3 separate regions of the Mus musculus genome follow, and regions 1 and 3 are each linked to region 2. A link is a contact called in public Hi-C data. All regions are on one chromosome and are shown on one strand. The core of a region is the stretch at or near the end of the contact, and the rest is flanking DNA. Distances in the headings are between cores, read along the strand shown.

The links. A called contact is a pair of places that touch in the nucleus more often than the background predicts.
Region 1: a Hi-C map of liver shows a contact between it and region 2, with 2.2 times the contacts expected there. The contact joins two enhancer-like sites. A contact is called at or near these places in 8 of 484 Hi-C or Micro-C datasets (cerebral cortex, cortical glia, embryonic fibroblasts and 4 more), 2 of 115 datasets of contacts at active chromatin or transcription factors (differentiating embryonic stem cells and hepatocytes) and 1 of 9 other capture datasets (liver).
Region 3: a contact with region 2 is called in a Hi-C map of liver, with 5 times the contacts expected there. The contact joins two enhancer-like sites. A contact is called at or near these places in 7 of 484 Hi-C or Micro-C datasets (cerebral cortex, forebrain, liver and 2 more) and 1 of 115 datasets of contacts at active chromatin or transcription factors (differentiating embryonic stem cells).

The regions. Positions count from the first base shown.
Region 1 is chr12:28,698,176-28,702,176 of GRCm38.p6, forward strand. Trappc12 (trafficking protein particle complex 12) reads right to left here. Exons shown (of 12, transcript NM_178811.5): 8 at 3,361-3,434. Among named protein-coding and RNA genes, the nearest start is that of Mir6937, 21 kb to the left of the region's middle. Within about 2 kb of position 1,671, at least 102 of the 459 cell types and tissues checked have an H3K27ac peak or open chromatin away from gene starts, as enhancers often do. A contact at or near this core is called in hepatocytes and liver, where this site is marked.
Region 2 is chr12:28,898,300-28,902,397 of GRCm38.p6, forward strand. No RefSeq gene overlaps it. Among named protein-coding and RNA genes, the nearest start is that of Gm31508, 9.9 kb to the right of the region's middle. Within about 2 kb of position 1,647, at least 8 of the 459 cell types and tissues checked have an H3K27ac peak or open chromatin away from gene starts, as enhancers often do. A contact at or near this core is called in hepatocytes and liver, where this site is marked.
Region 3 is chr12:29,073,800-29,077,887 of GRCm38.p6, forward strand. No RefSeq gene overlaps it. Among named protein-coding and RNA genes, the nearest start is that of Gm31333, 66 kb to the right of the region's middle. Within about 2 kb of position 1,597, at least 20 of the 459 cell types and tissues checked have an H3K27ac peak or open chromatin away from gene starts, as enhancers often do. A contact at or near this core is called in liver, where this site is marked.

The DNA of each region.
Region 1 (4,001 bases), core at 421-2,920, 200 kb before region 2:
GTTTCCTCTAAACTGGGACTACAGCGACTGAGCTTGCTAATTGGGAGGTTATAGAGACAGACGACAAGGAAAATTCCAGTTTGGCAGGGGTAAAAAAAAAAGAAGACTCTCCAGTCTGGTACCTTCAAGTGCAGCTCGTTAAAACTAATTTTATTCAAGGCCTGATGCTCACAAGGAGCCAGACCACACATGCCTTGATTTCCTCTCCTACCACGTTTGCTGCCTGTCACTGCGGCCCCGCCCAAGGCCAGCCGGCCTTATTTCTCATTGTGCCAGCAGGTGCACGTGGATGTGTGTGTGTGTGCATGCACCATGAGGTGTCAGGGGAGAAGGCAGCCTTTGGGCAGTCAGGGTCATGGCTGAGGGGACACGGACACGCCACCCTGTGCGACTTGAGGGCCTGCTCTCAGGCTGACCAGGGTCTAGCCCATGGCCCCTAAGGTCCATCCTGGTCTCCTCCTCCAACCTGGTACGTACCCTTACGTTTTATTTCACCGAGCAGAGGGCAGGCTGTGCCGAGTCACAGTACTGCATCTGATCACAGGCCATCGTGACCTAGGCTCCACCCTGCTCATGATGCTTCTGATGGACAGCTCATGGAGGGCCAGGGTGCATGGCATGGAGGGTCAGTATGCCTCAGGAGTAAGCCCTGCTAGGATCTTAGATTTTTTTGATTGGCATTGCTGCCTTTCAAACTTGCCCTAGGGTCAAGGGTACATGCTACTGAGAATGGCCCAACAGAAAAGAAACAGGCTATAAATATACCCATTATATATAACTTTTTTGAGACTGAGTCTTACGGTATAGCTCTGTACAGCCTGTAACTAACTATAGAGACTCAGTTGGTCTTGAACTCTCAAGAGATCCATCTGTTTCTGTCTCCCATGTTGGTGTTAAAGGTATGTACCACCAGGTTCAGTTTTGATAGGATTTTACAGTTCTCCTAGGAGGCAGGGTGGATCCACAGGTTTGGGACTGATCCGAAAAAGCAGCAGCAGAGAAGGGGTTGTCAGGCAGGTGCTATCGGCATCAGTGTCAGCATGTGTCAACAAGCCTGGGGGCGGTTAGAGGGAGTGTTCAGGGCTGTCACTGACGGCCACCTAGTTGGCTGTTAGTCAATGAAATCACTCATTCTGGGAACCTGGAGGCCAGCTGACAACAGCTTCTTGTAGTGTGTCCGCTCTACTCTTCTGACTACACTGACCTGCCCTTGAATAGAAATACAAACACTCATATGTGGGCAAAAGCATTCTTGCCTGACTTGCACCTAAAAACTGCATTGGCTGAGAGACTGCTAAATTGTATTAATGGCTGTTCTGTTGCCAACAAAGGCTTTATGTAGTGTTTTCCAAGCAAAGAGGAGGCACCCTGTGTGTGGCAGGCTCTTCCCCACAAAAGAGAAGCCACAATAGTCAATGCTGTGTGGGAGGTATAAGGACGTGAAGCTGAAAACTGTCCAGGTATCTTATGGCTACTGTGAAACCTCAGGATATCACATTTATGAACGAAGGGCTTTGTCTTGCAAGCGGGTGTTCCTGGAAATATATAGTGGGACTCTCAGAACTAGAACATATGAGCAAATTTCTTATCATTAAAAGGCTGATTAATTAGGTCATTGTTAGCTGGCACACAGGCCCCAGCTATGCAGCCCAGCTACTGTGGCAATACTTGTCGTGTCCACTAGATGGCAGCAGACTGCATGTGCTCACATCCACTTTCCTTACAGCATTTCTTTAACTCATGAAAATCAAGATTAAATCAAACTTTTAATTTAAATTACATCCATGGAGAAAGTATTTTTGAGACATGATAATCCGTCCCGTTCAGAACCTTGGGTGACAGGATGTCACAGGCAGACGTTTGGTGCCTGTGCCTACATTGCTGGCGGTGTCACTACTGCAGTAAAACAAAGGAAAGCGTTTTTTGTTACACTATTTTCTAACAGAGTCTCTCAGAAAGGCAAGCTGAGTGCACTGCAGCTGAGCAGCGACTTCCTCCCTGAGCATCTTCAGCCTGTGGCTGGGCACCACCAGTGCTGCAAGCCTAAGAAGGCAACCAAGGCTCAGAGACTTCAGGAGACTGGAGGCTCCCGGTGCCTTCTCAGGCTGCTACAGGCCACAGCAGTGAGGAGAGGCAGGCCTCACAGGGGGCGGTGGGACAGAAGGAAGCAGGCCCCTCCTTGGCTGAGGGCTGCAGCCCATGGGGAGGTGGGGGAGGCTCTGCAATGATGTCACCAGGGAGGTGGATGTGGGAAGATACCAGGAACAAAGTGGCCCTGTGGCAACAGACCATGTGCAAATATCTCACACAGAACTTCTAAAAGCTGTAATGTGTTCAAGAGTCGGAAAGAGCTGTGAGGACAGCTGGAGAGGTTTTAGGAAACCCATTCTTCTGTGTCAAGGTCACCTACTACAAGAGCCTGTCTACACCCAATGTCACACGTCACCTGTCTGCAGAGGTGCAGAGGAAACACACTGTCCTATGGCTGGGCTGTGGTCACAGACTTTCCTGCCAGGTCCAAGGAGCTGGCCACGTGGAGGGCTGCCAGTCGCTCTAAAGCGAGGAGCACGCTCTTCCCCTTGGTAACCTGCCCGCTGGCGGCCGCTCAGTCAGAGCAGGACGACCTTGGCTGAGGATGAGCTGATGAGCCGTCTCACCACAGCTCGGAAGGTGTTAACAGCGCTGCTCTGGGCGTCTGCTGCTGACAGATTCCGTGGCGGCTTCAGTGCCTGCCTGCAGCTGGCAGCAAGGCCGCCAGCTCTGTGGCAGGCCACCCGTGCCCAGGGCGGGAGGCAAGCCAGGCATGGGATGTATTTGAAATGAGAGAGAAGCTGAAAACCCGCTGGCAGGGCCCACGTGGAGAATGGACTGGAAATTCAGTGACTGACAGCCCGGCAGAGCTCCCCGAGTCACACTGGCTCCTCAGGTGCACAGCTCGGGGTGAGGTCCTCACAAGAGGGTCTGGTGGGAAAGACTGCCTTCAGATGTCAAATCCATCAATCATTAAAAAATGACCCTCACAGTAAAACAATCAGAACAAAGGTGAGATTTTCTGGATGGAGTTCAGAGGAAAACGCCCATTTTCGGGCGGAGTGAGCAGTTTTAATTAGACTGTTTAGACCTAGGCCCGTGCAATTAAATTCAGCAATATAAACTGTTTTCTGTGGAAATTTTACAACGACAAGTTAGGCCCCCAAGTGTGAGTGAACTCTACTGAGCAATCTAGGCCACACTGAAGACTGCTGAGGCCCACGGCTCACTTCCTTGTCAGGCCTATTGGAACACGCAGCACTTCCTTGCAGCCTCTAGCTGACACTGTCTGCTAGAACAAGGTGCTCTACAGCTCAGCCGCCCACATACCTTCATCAGGAGCAGACAGTTTGCCATGGAGTACAGCACACGGCCCAGACGAGACCTCCACAGCTGAACAGAGGCTGCGGGAGAGAGAGGCGTGAGTGTGCACAAGCAAGTGTGCTCCTGCGAGCTGGCAACTGCTACACTCTGGGTGCTGACACAAAGCCCCCCGCCTCCCCGCCTAACCTTACCAGGCCTCCCCAAGAACCGGAGACAGAGGACAGTGTTCTCAGTGGGATGCCCAGAGTGGGCTCCCATAAGAGACCATCTGCACAGATGCAGCAAGAAATATAGCCCAGCTCAAGCAGTCATCAGGAGCTCACTTCTAAGCCACAATCCTAAACCTGTGAACACGTCTGATGCAGAGACAGCATCTGCTGCCCAGGGCAGAAGCTGACCCATGCACATCGCCTGCTCGTGTCCAGCGGCTGCGGAGAACCCCGGGCCTGGTGGCAGTTTTAGTCCCTACAACCTGGAACTGACCACTTCCCTAGGCCTTTAGTTTCAGATTGGAACAACGCTGGTCTGCCTTTTTCACAGGCTTTACTGAGGATGGACACCAGAAGTGGCCATAAAAGCGCTCCATGAGAGGACAGGATAAGTCCAGTACCCACCGCTATGGATGCAGTAGACCGTGAACAATGCAC
Region 2 (4,098 bases), core at 397-2,896:
AGCCTGCCTACAACCTGATCTTATGGAGAGATTTTCTTAATTGAGGTTCCCTCTCTCAGATGACTTTAGATTGTGTCAAGTTGACATGAAACTAGCCAGCACACCTTCCCATGCAACCCTAGGGAGCTAGACACCTGGCTCACCAGCTGACAGTGCCAGCTATCTACGATGTGCCAGTTGTTCTATTGACACTTCTGATGTCGTGTGGCTTCTGGGGATGAGGTCACATCAGCTCAGAGCCATCTGGGTGGAGTGAAGTCCATTTCCAGAGGACCTTATTTACTCATGGGGGTGCGCGGCGCTGAACAAATTCTGCTGATCTTGGGTACTACCCACTTGCACTTCTGATAGTATGGGTCCCAGCTGGAAATGGAGTAAGGTCGCAGCAAGGTTAGTCTTTCTCAGCCTTGGCCCTGCTGTTCTTGACTTTTGGGGATCCCCTCATAGCTGAGGTGTTACCTTGCTGTCATGTCCCTGTGACCCTCACTGTCTGTTAGTCACCAACCACAGTGTCAGGGTCACTGTGCCTCATTGAACTCTGTGGGCTGGGGGTTGGGAGTGGGGCACCAAGGCAGCCCATGGGAAGGGGCCCTGTAGGCTTTCATCTTCCCGCAAAGGGAGACAAGGCAATTTCTATTCCGGGGATGTTCTTTACAATAAATCTGAGTCTGGTTTTGAGAGATTGAAGTCCCTGGGAATGAGGTTATGGGGCAACTTGACAGACTGGAGGGAAGTAGATCACCCAGACGGATGACAAACGGAGCGGAAGGTCTAATCAGAAAGAAGGATGGGGGTCTAACTCAGCAAGGTTTATGGATGGCGGCAGGAAAGCTGCTGATCTGCGCTTTCCTTGGGGGAATAGAGGTCAGGGGTCAGGGATCAGGGAGAGCAGGGCGATCAATAGGAACCCCTCTGCAAGACAAGAGCGCTTGGCAAGCTGGGGGACGTGGGAGACTGTGTGTTCATTTGTTTTAGCTAGCTTCATTTCACTTAGGGTTTAACTTGGCTTATGGGAAATACCTTGCATAAAACTGATGTCAATATGCAATGACATGCCAGGCCTAGGAAAGGGTTACATCAGAAAGAGAGGTGGGGACCAGAAAGGAAATTCAGGGAAAGCTCACATTATCTCTTTACTACACAGTGGTAACGGCCAGTGGACTGTATTTATGATACGCCAGGATGTACATTGCACTCTTTACAGAGGTTAGCATCACCCTCACTAGATAGGGACAGAGGGGAGGTCTGTATTGCTGCCCAGGACCCTTTCTCCCCAGGCTGAGCACCCCAGTGGGGAGTCATCGTTACATTTGCCGCCCTTCTTAGCCAGGTGCAGCACAGAGTGTCTAGACCATGGTAGGTTGGGTTTGATGGGGTAGGCAGTCTAAAGGTGAGGTTGCTGAGAAGATGAGATGATGACTCCTAGGGTGCTGAGAACTTCTGGGACAGAGAGCCAGTGAGCACACACAGTTCACACTGAATCTGCTCAACAGCCCCAGGCAGCACGAGGCATTATGGTCCTTTTATGGTTGAGGAAACGGAGGCTCCTGGAGGTTAATTACCTCATAGGGTCACACAGTTGGGAAGTGCCAGGGCTGGAGAACAGCTTTCCTTCCAGGCAAGTCTGTGCTGTAGAGGACGTGGCTCATTGGTTACAAGCCATGTGTCATCAAGAGCACAATCTGGATAACTCACGTGATGGCAAGCATGCTCCCTCCCTTCCACCTGGGTCCCTTTCCTTTAACCTGGGATGACCCATAGACACTGACTAGGAAATGGGGTGGTGGGGACTGTACTGGTTCCAGTCTGTTCTGTCCTACTGAGCAGGGCCCTCAAGTAAGGCCACATAGAGAGCAAGTTTTGCTCAGAGACAGCCTCACCCACACCCCAATGGGATAATGCTTTTCTGGTCCCTCACATGATGCAGCTCCCTGTGAAACACCCCAATTTGGGAGAGCTCTCAGTTTACCATACATGGGAGGCCAGCGTTGCATTCTACTTCTAAGTTTTACATTAGTGGCCAAGTGGAAGAACAGCAAAGACAGACCTTGTCTGCAGTTCTGGGGCACGCTAGAGCAGGTGGCAAAAGGCAGGCTTGGTTACTCTGAGCCTTTGGGTTTCAGAACAAGGCAGCCTCAGGGAGTCCTGAAGGCATGAGAGAAAGTGTGTCACTTCGGAAGGAAGGACAACACAGAGGACTGCTTTTTCTGAGTGCCAGGGTCAGTGGGGTTAATCAATACTTATTTATCATGGGAGAGTTTCCAACCAGGACATGGAACACTGGCCAACAGTAACTGGCTGGCCCCGCCTGCCAGTCAGGGCTCCCAGAGTGATGGACTGTGGGGGTTAGGAAGTCATAAATTATCTATCATTGACAAACAGATTGTAATGGTGATCCTGGGATCTTGGGGAGGCAGGATTCGGAGACCTTACTTCCATCCATCTCTGCAGTACACCCCAGCCAGTGATAGCTAGCCTTGACTTGGTCCCCACAGCATGAGCTCAGGACCCTCAGTCAGGGCATGAGGCAGCAGTGCACGCTTGTGTGTGTGTGTGTGTGTGTGTGTGTGTGTGTGATTTTGACACTTTTCTGTCCTGTCCGTCTCTCTGATGTATAAGCTCCTTACTGAGCCATCCCTGTACCCAGCCACCACAGTGAGGAACCACTGTGGCCCACTCTCCTTCACCCTTGCCTGCTCTCTTGGCCTGCTTGTGTGGGAGCCTGAGGCAGCTGATCACTTTGTGTCTGCAATCAGGAAGCAGAGGGTGATGAGCGCTGGTGCTTAGCTCGCCTCTGTCTGTGTCATTCACCTTGCACTCTGTCCTGGGGCCTAGTGCTGGCTGGGCGAACTGCCTCTTCTCCTCAGACAGCCTAATGTAGAAACTTCCTCACAGGCATGTCTGGGAGCTTGTCTCCCAGATAATTGTATGAAGATGACAACCTTGCTCATCATAAGTGCTACAGCTGTGTGTGTGTGTGTGTGTGTGTGTGTGTGTGTGTGTGAGGGGGCAGTGCGTGTACATGTCAGGAGCAGGCATGGATACCTGACAGCAGAAATTCACTTTATACTTCTCCGAAGGCTGCAAGTCTAAGTAAAATCAAGGCTCTGGCAGATTTGGGGGTTTGGTGAGGGCTGTGTACCCTCAGTCATAGATGGTGGCTTCTGATTGTCCCTGTGTGATAAGAATGCAAGGAGCAGAAGCTTAGGGAGATGGAGACTTGCTCAGAGCCCAAGAGCACACAGTGTGAGCACTATGCTAACCTTTAACCCAGGTATGCCTGACCACTTGTATCAGAACATGATCCAAGTCTGATACAGCTGTCTCCTGAGAGGCTCTGCCAGAGCCTGACAAATACAGAGGTAGATGCTCTCAGCCAACCATTGGACTGAGCACAGAGGGGTTAGAGAAAGGACTGAAGGCGCTGTAGGGGTTTGCAGCCCCATAGGAGGAACAACAATATCAACCAACCAGAACCCCAGAGCACCCAGGGCCTAAACCACCAACCAAGGAATACACATGGAGGGACCCATGGCTCCAGATGCATATGTAGCAGAGGATGGCCTTGTCAGATATCAATGGGAGGAGAGGCCCTGGGTTCTGTGAAGGCTCAATGCCCCAGTGTAGGGGAATGCCAGGACAGGGGAGTAGGAGTGGGTAGATGGATGGGGGAACATCCTCATAGAAGCAGGGGGAGGGGGCTGGGATAGGGGTGTTCAGAGGAGCAACCAGGAAAGGGGATAACATTTGAAATGTAAATAAAGAAAATATCTAATAAAAATTTTCAAAAAAAAAAGAAGGATAAGGATAAGAATAAGAATAAGAATAAAAGAATGGAGTTGTTGGAGAATTCTGAGTGCTTATGAGAAGAAACCTCCAAGAAAATAAGTCTTGTGACCTCAGTTTCTCCAGAAACACAGAGTTGTTCTTGAATGTGCTTTTGTGCTTCTCCCAGGTGAGTGAGTTTGCTTTCGATTATTCATTAAACCTGGCTGTTGTTATTTGTTTATATGTCTCCATGGAAAACCATGCTTCTTGCCAGGTGCGGCTTGTCCTTGAGATTGTATACAGATTGAACTCACGAGAACTTTACTTACA
Region 3 (4,088 bases), core at 347-2,846, 180 kb after region 2:
AAGCGTGAAGCTGCTCCTTGTCCACTAACACTGATGAGGTGTCGGTGTGCAGGACTTGGTGTTGTCTCATCAGCTCTTAGTAAACTTGACTTTGCATTGTGGTTAGTGACTCCAACAAGGAACAGTACATGGCAGCTTTGAGATGGCAGATGAGAGTTGATCTCCAGTAAAAGAGAGACAGAAAACCACGGCCTGCCCCAATCTCAACTGCAGCATGATAAAAATATACAGCAGGCGAAGGAGTTGCTGGGTGTGGAAACCTGCCTTCCTCATCCTCTCTGGAATTCTGGTGCTCTCTATATAATGCCTGAGGATACAGATAATCTTGAGTTTCTGAGCTGGAGCTATTTTGTGGCTCCATTACTCAGGAATCGGAAGGAGACATGGCAGCTTGAGTTTGATGTTAGAGTGAGGCATATATTTCCATGTGGGCTTGGCGAATGGGAAAATTACTGGGATGTCTGCCTATGCGATCTGTGCTGCCTTCGAACAGGGGCAAGAACTGTCAGGTCACTGGTGATTGTGGTAACTGGGTTCAGTTCATAGATCGGTGAGATCTTGACCTCAGAATTGGGAGTACATACCACGTGCCAGGTCTGTGAAGGGGGCTTAGGTTTGCAGAAAAGGAGCTCAGACCTAGTGAAGAGAGGGAGAAACCAGCCAAAGAAGGGAGGCCTCAACCATGGTAAGGAGGTCCCAGGCAGGGGAAGAGGCCCCAGCCAGGGGAGACCAGCTACTGAGCAGAGGTGCACATTGTTGGGGTAGGCCTTGTGCTAGCTTGTGTGTCTTCCTAGAGGAGACCTCTGACTCCGTGAGGATTGGTCAGAGGACTGAAGAAACTTGGCTAAACCAAGCAGGCGGTGCCCTAAGGATGAAGAACGAGCTTCTCTTTGCGTCAGAAAGAGCAATGTGTTCAAAAGCAGGCTCTTGTGAAAGCCAGCCTGTTGGAAGCAGGACAGCTAAGACAGTGCAGGGATTAGGCTAGAAGGGCTGACACTGCTCAGCTGTGGGTTCTGGTGTCCTACACCCAGGCTGAGCAAGGCCAGTGGTAGAAATGAAGCTCAGATTATGTGTGGACAACATGTAAAGACTGGAAGAATGAGAGGTGAATGGGGAAGGGGTTGCCTGGGATTCCCAGACAACCATGAAGCTCTGCTTTCTACCCTGAAGGGAAGAAAGCCACCATGCCCTTCTTCCCCATGACCTTGCCTTGCCTCCGAGACAGCCACATTGCTGTGTTCCTATGACAGGTCTGTGATTGTGGGGGCAAGATCTAGTTGCTTAGGGTCTTGGTTCTCCTAGGCCAGGGCTGTGCTCTTTCTGGCCTTACCTTTGCAAGATGTCGTAAGATGGTAGCGTGAGTCATGAGCACTCTCTGGCTTATTCCTTTCTGTCTCTTTTTTTGCAGAGATATTCTACCAGCTTCACAGTGTGCTGTGGAGAACATAGCTCTCTATCTTGGGCTGTGGCCCCTCCCAGGCCTCTCTCCTCCTGTGGCTGTTGGCATCCCAAGGTCTGATACCTAACTCTCAGACTCCACTTTGATTTTGGAGACCTATTTAGACGCCTCTCTGGCTTACTGAACTCGGCTCTCAGTTTGAAGCTGGATTCTGTATATTTGTTGAATAAATATTGAATGAGCAGAGGCCTTTGATCTTCCTGCCACTGACAGCTCTTGGCAAGACGCTTCTGTAACCTTGATCTTCTGAGAATCTCACTGGCCACCTGAGGAAGGGCTTGCGATTTCTCATCTGAAGAGCTTGAGTTCTGTGGATAAAGCCACATGCTCTCCTTTGAGGCACAGGCAGACCCCAGCTCCTCAGACAAGGTTGTAAAGCCTTTGTCCTTCTCCACACTCTCTCCCTACTTGCCTCTAACTGAGAGTGCACGATGGTTGCTCTGCTTGCGTTTGAGCCGGCCTTGGTCACCATAGAGACATACATCCCTATGACAGCCTCCACAAAGGCTCTTTCACGAAGCTGTCCTTTCTCTTCCTTTTTCAAGGTCCCTCTTTTCATAACAACCTTCAAAACCCAACAAGTGGGAGATCTGCAAACAGCAGGGAAGATAGTCCCACGATAGCAGGGGATGCCGACACAGGTTCCCAGAAGGCAGCCACTTGACAGATGTCTCCACAACTGCACCCCACCCCAGAGGGTATATTACCCTCTTCAACTGAGTCAGACTTAAAAACCAATTTGAAGTCATTGCACCGACAGTCGGCTCCTCTGTGAGTTGAAGAGTCAGGCTGGCAGCTCCACTCTCTGAGAAATGACAGCATTCCTGACGCCTGTGTGTCTTGGGAGCAGGAAAGACACTGTCTAGGGTCCCAGCACAGCCCATATGAGTTTGAGAGAAAGCTATTTTAGGAGTGCCTTCCTCCATGTCTTGTGTCACTGATGGGTGAGTGGGTTAGAGAGATTTTCCTCTCAGTATTACTACTGTCCCCAAGCTTTCCCCTCGCTCTCTTCAATTATAGAAGCACACGTCCTCTGCTTGTGGAACCTTTTGCAGCACTAGGGGTAGGTGAGGGGACAGTCTGACCTTAGCTGTCTTTGGGGCACCCCTCTGGAGCCATCTTTTTCAGCTTTAGAGTGGGTCCTTTTCTGAGGTAGGAGAATAGGGAGGGAGGATTCAGAGCCATCAGGAATAGAAACTTCTCTAATCACAAGCTACAGGTAACAAAACAGCATGTATCTGTGGGGGTGGGAATGAGGGAGAAGGGTAAGCTGGCACTCTCCTGATTGACAGGTACAGGAGAAGGTGGTGCTAGGCAAATGATCTAGAGAAGATCTGGGCCTTCCAGGGTTGACATCCACAGGAGGTCTCCCCTTCTCTGAGGAGAAAGGGAAAGGGCTTAGGGGGAGGGGAGAGGAGAGGGAAGGAGTGGGAGGAGAGGAAGGAAGAGAAGCTCCTCTGAGGAGACAATGTTAAACAAAAAAATCTAGACCTTCATGGCCCAGGGCTTTTAGCCTCAGGCTCTTCCTCAGCTCTCTGACCCACTTTCCACTCTGGAATGCTTTTGTCTCTTAATAAACTCTTGTTTCTCTCATTGTCCATGAGTCCTGGCCCAATTCTTTGTTCCTGAACCCAAGAATCTGGGTATCTTAGTGAACTCTGCTGCACACCATCCTGGTTGGCTTTGTTTGTGTGACGAACACTGTGACTAAAAGAAACTTTTGTGGGGGGCTTGGGGGGAGGTTTGCTTTCATCTTGCAAGTCACATCCACCATGAAGGGAAGCCGAGGCAGGAACTCAAAGTAGAAACTGAAGCAGAGACCATGGAGGAATGCTGCTTACTGGCTTGTTCCTCATGGCCCAAGGATGGCACTATCTACAATCATTGATGAAGAAAATGCCCCACCCCCAGACTTGTCTACAGGTGAATCTGATGGAGTCAGTCCCCACCCCCACCCTGTTGAGGCTTTTCTTCCCCGATGGCCAGGCTTGGGTCAAGCTGACACCAGGCATAGACTGTGTTCCCAATGAAGGCAGTGTACCTATGTAGAAGAACCTTACCACCCTCCTATGACTTCTATTCCATATATTTCCACTTTTACTATGAACAATATTGTACTGAAAATTCTTAGAGGGAAATCCTTGTGTACTTTAATTCTTGGTTTGTTAGAGTAAATTCTTAAATGTGCCCACCAGAAACAAAACCTATAATTTAAAAACTTAGGATATATACTGAGAAACGTCTCTTTTGAGAGGTCTTGTCCATTGTCAGTTTCAAGACAATGATTTAAGAGAGGTTGCTTTCTTACAAAAACCCTAACTTAATTATTAATAAAATGCCGTTGGGTCACCTTATGATGTAAAGGTCACATTCTTGTTGCTGTGAGTTGCACTTCATCAATTTTAACTTTGAATGATCATGACACTTACAGCTACGCTTTCTTCTGAGCACAGAGACAGACTAAGATCTATATTCCTTAAATTCTCACATGTGGGTTTCTTCTTGTTAATTTTAAGTAGTCCATAGAACCAGTCTGCCTCACTTCAGTTTAAGATATAATTAGGGTTATTTTTTCTACATTTTGTTTTTCTTCCTTCCTTCCTTCCTTCCTTCCTTCCTTCCTTCCTTC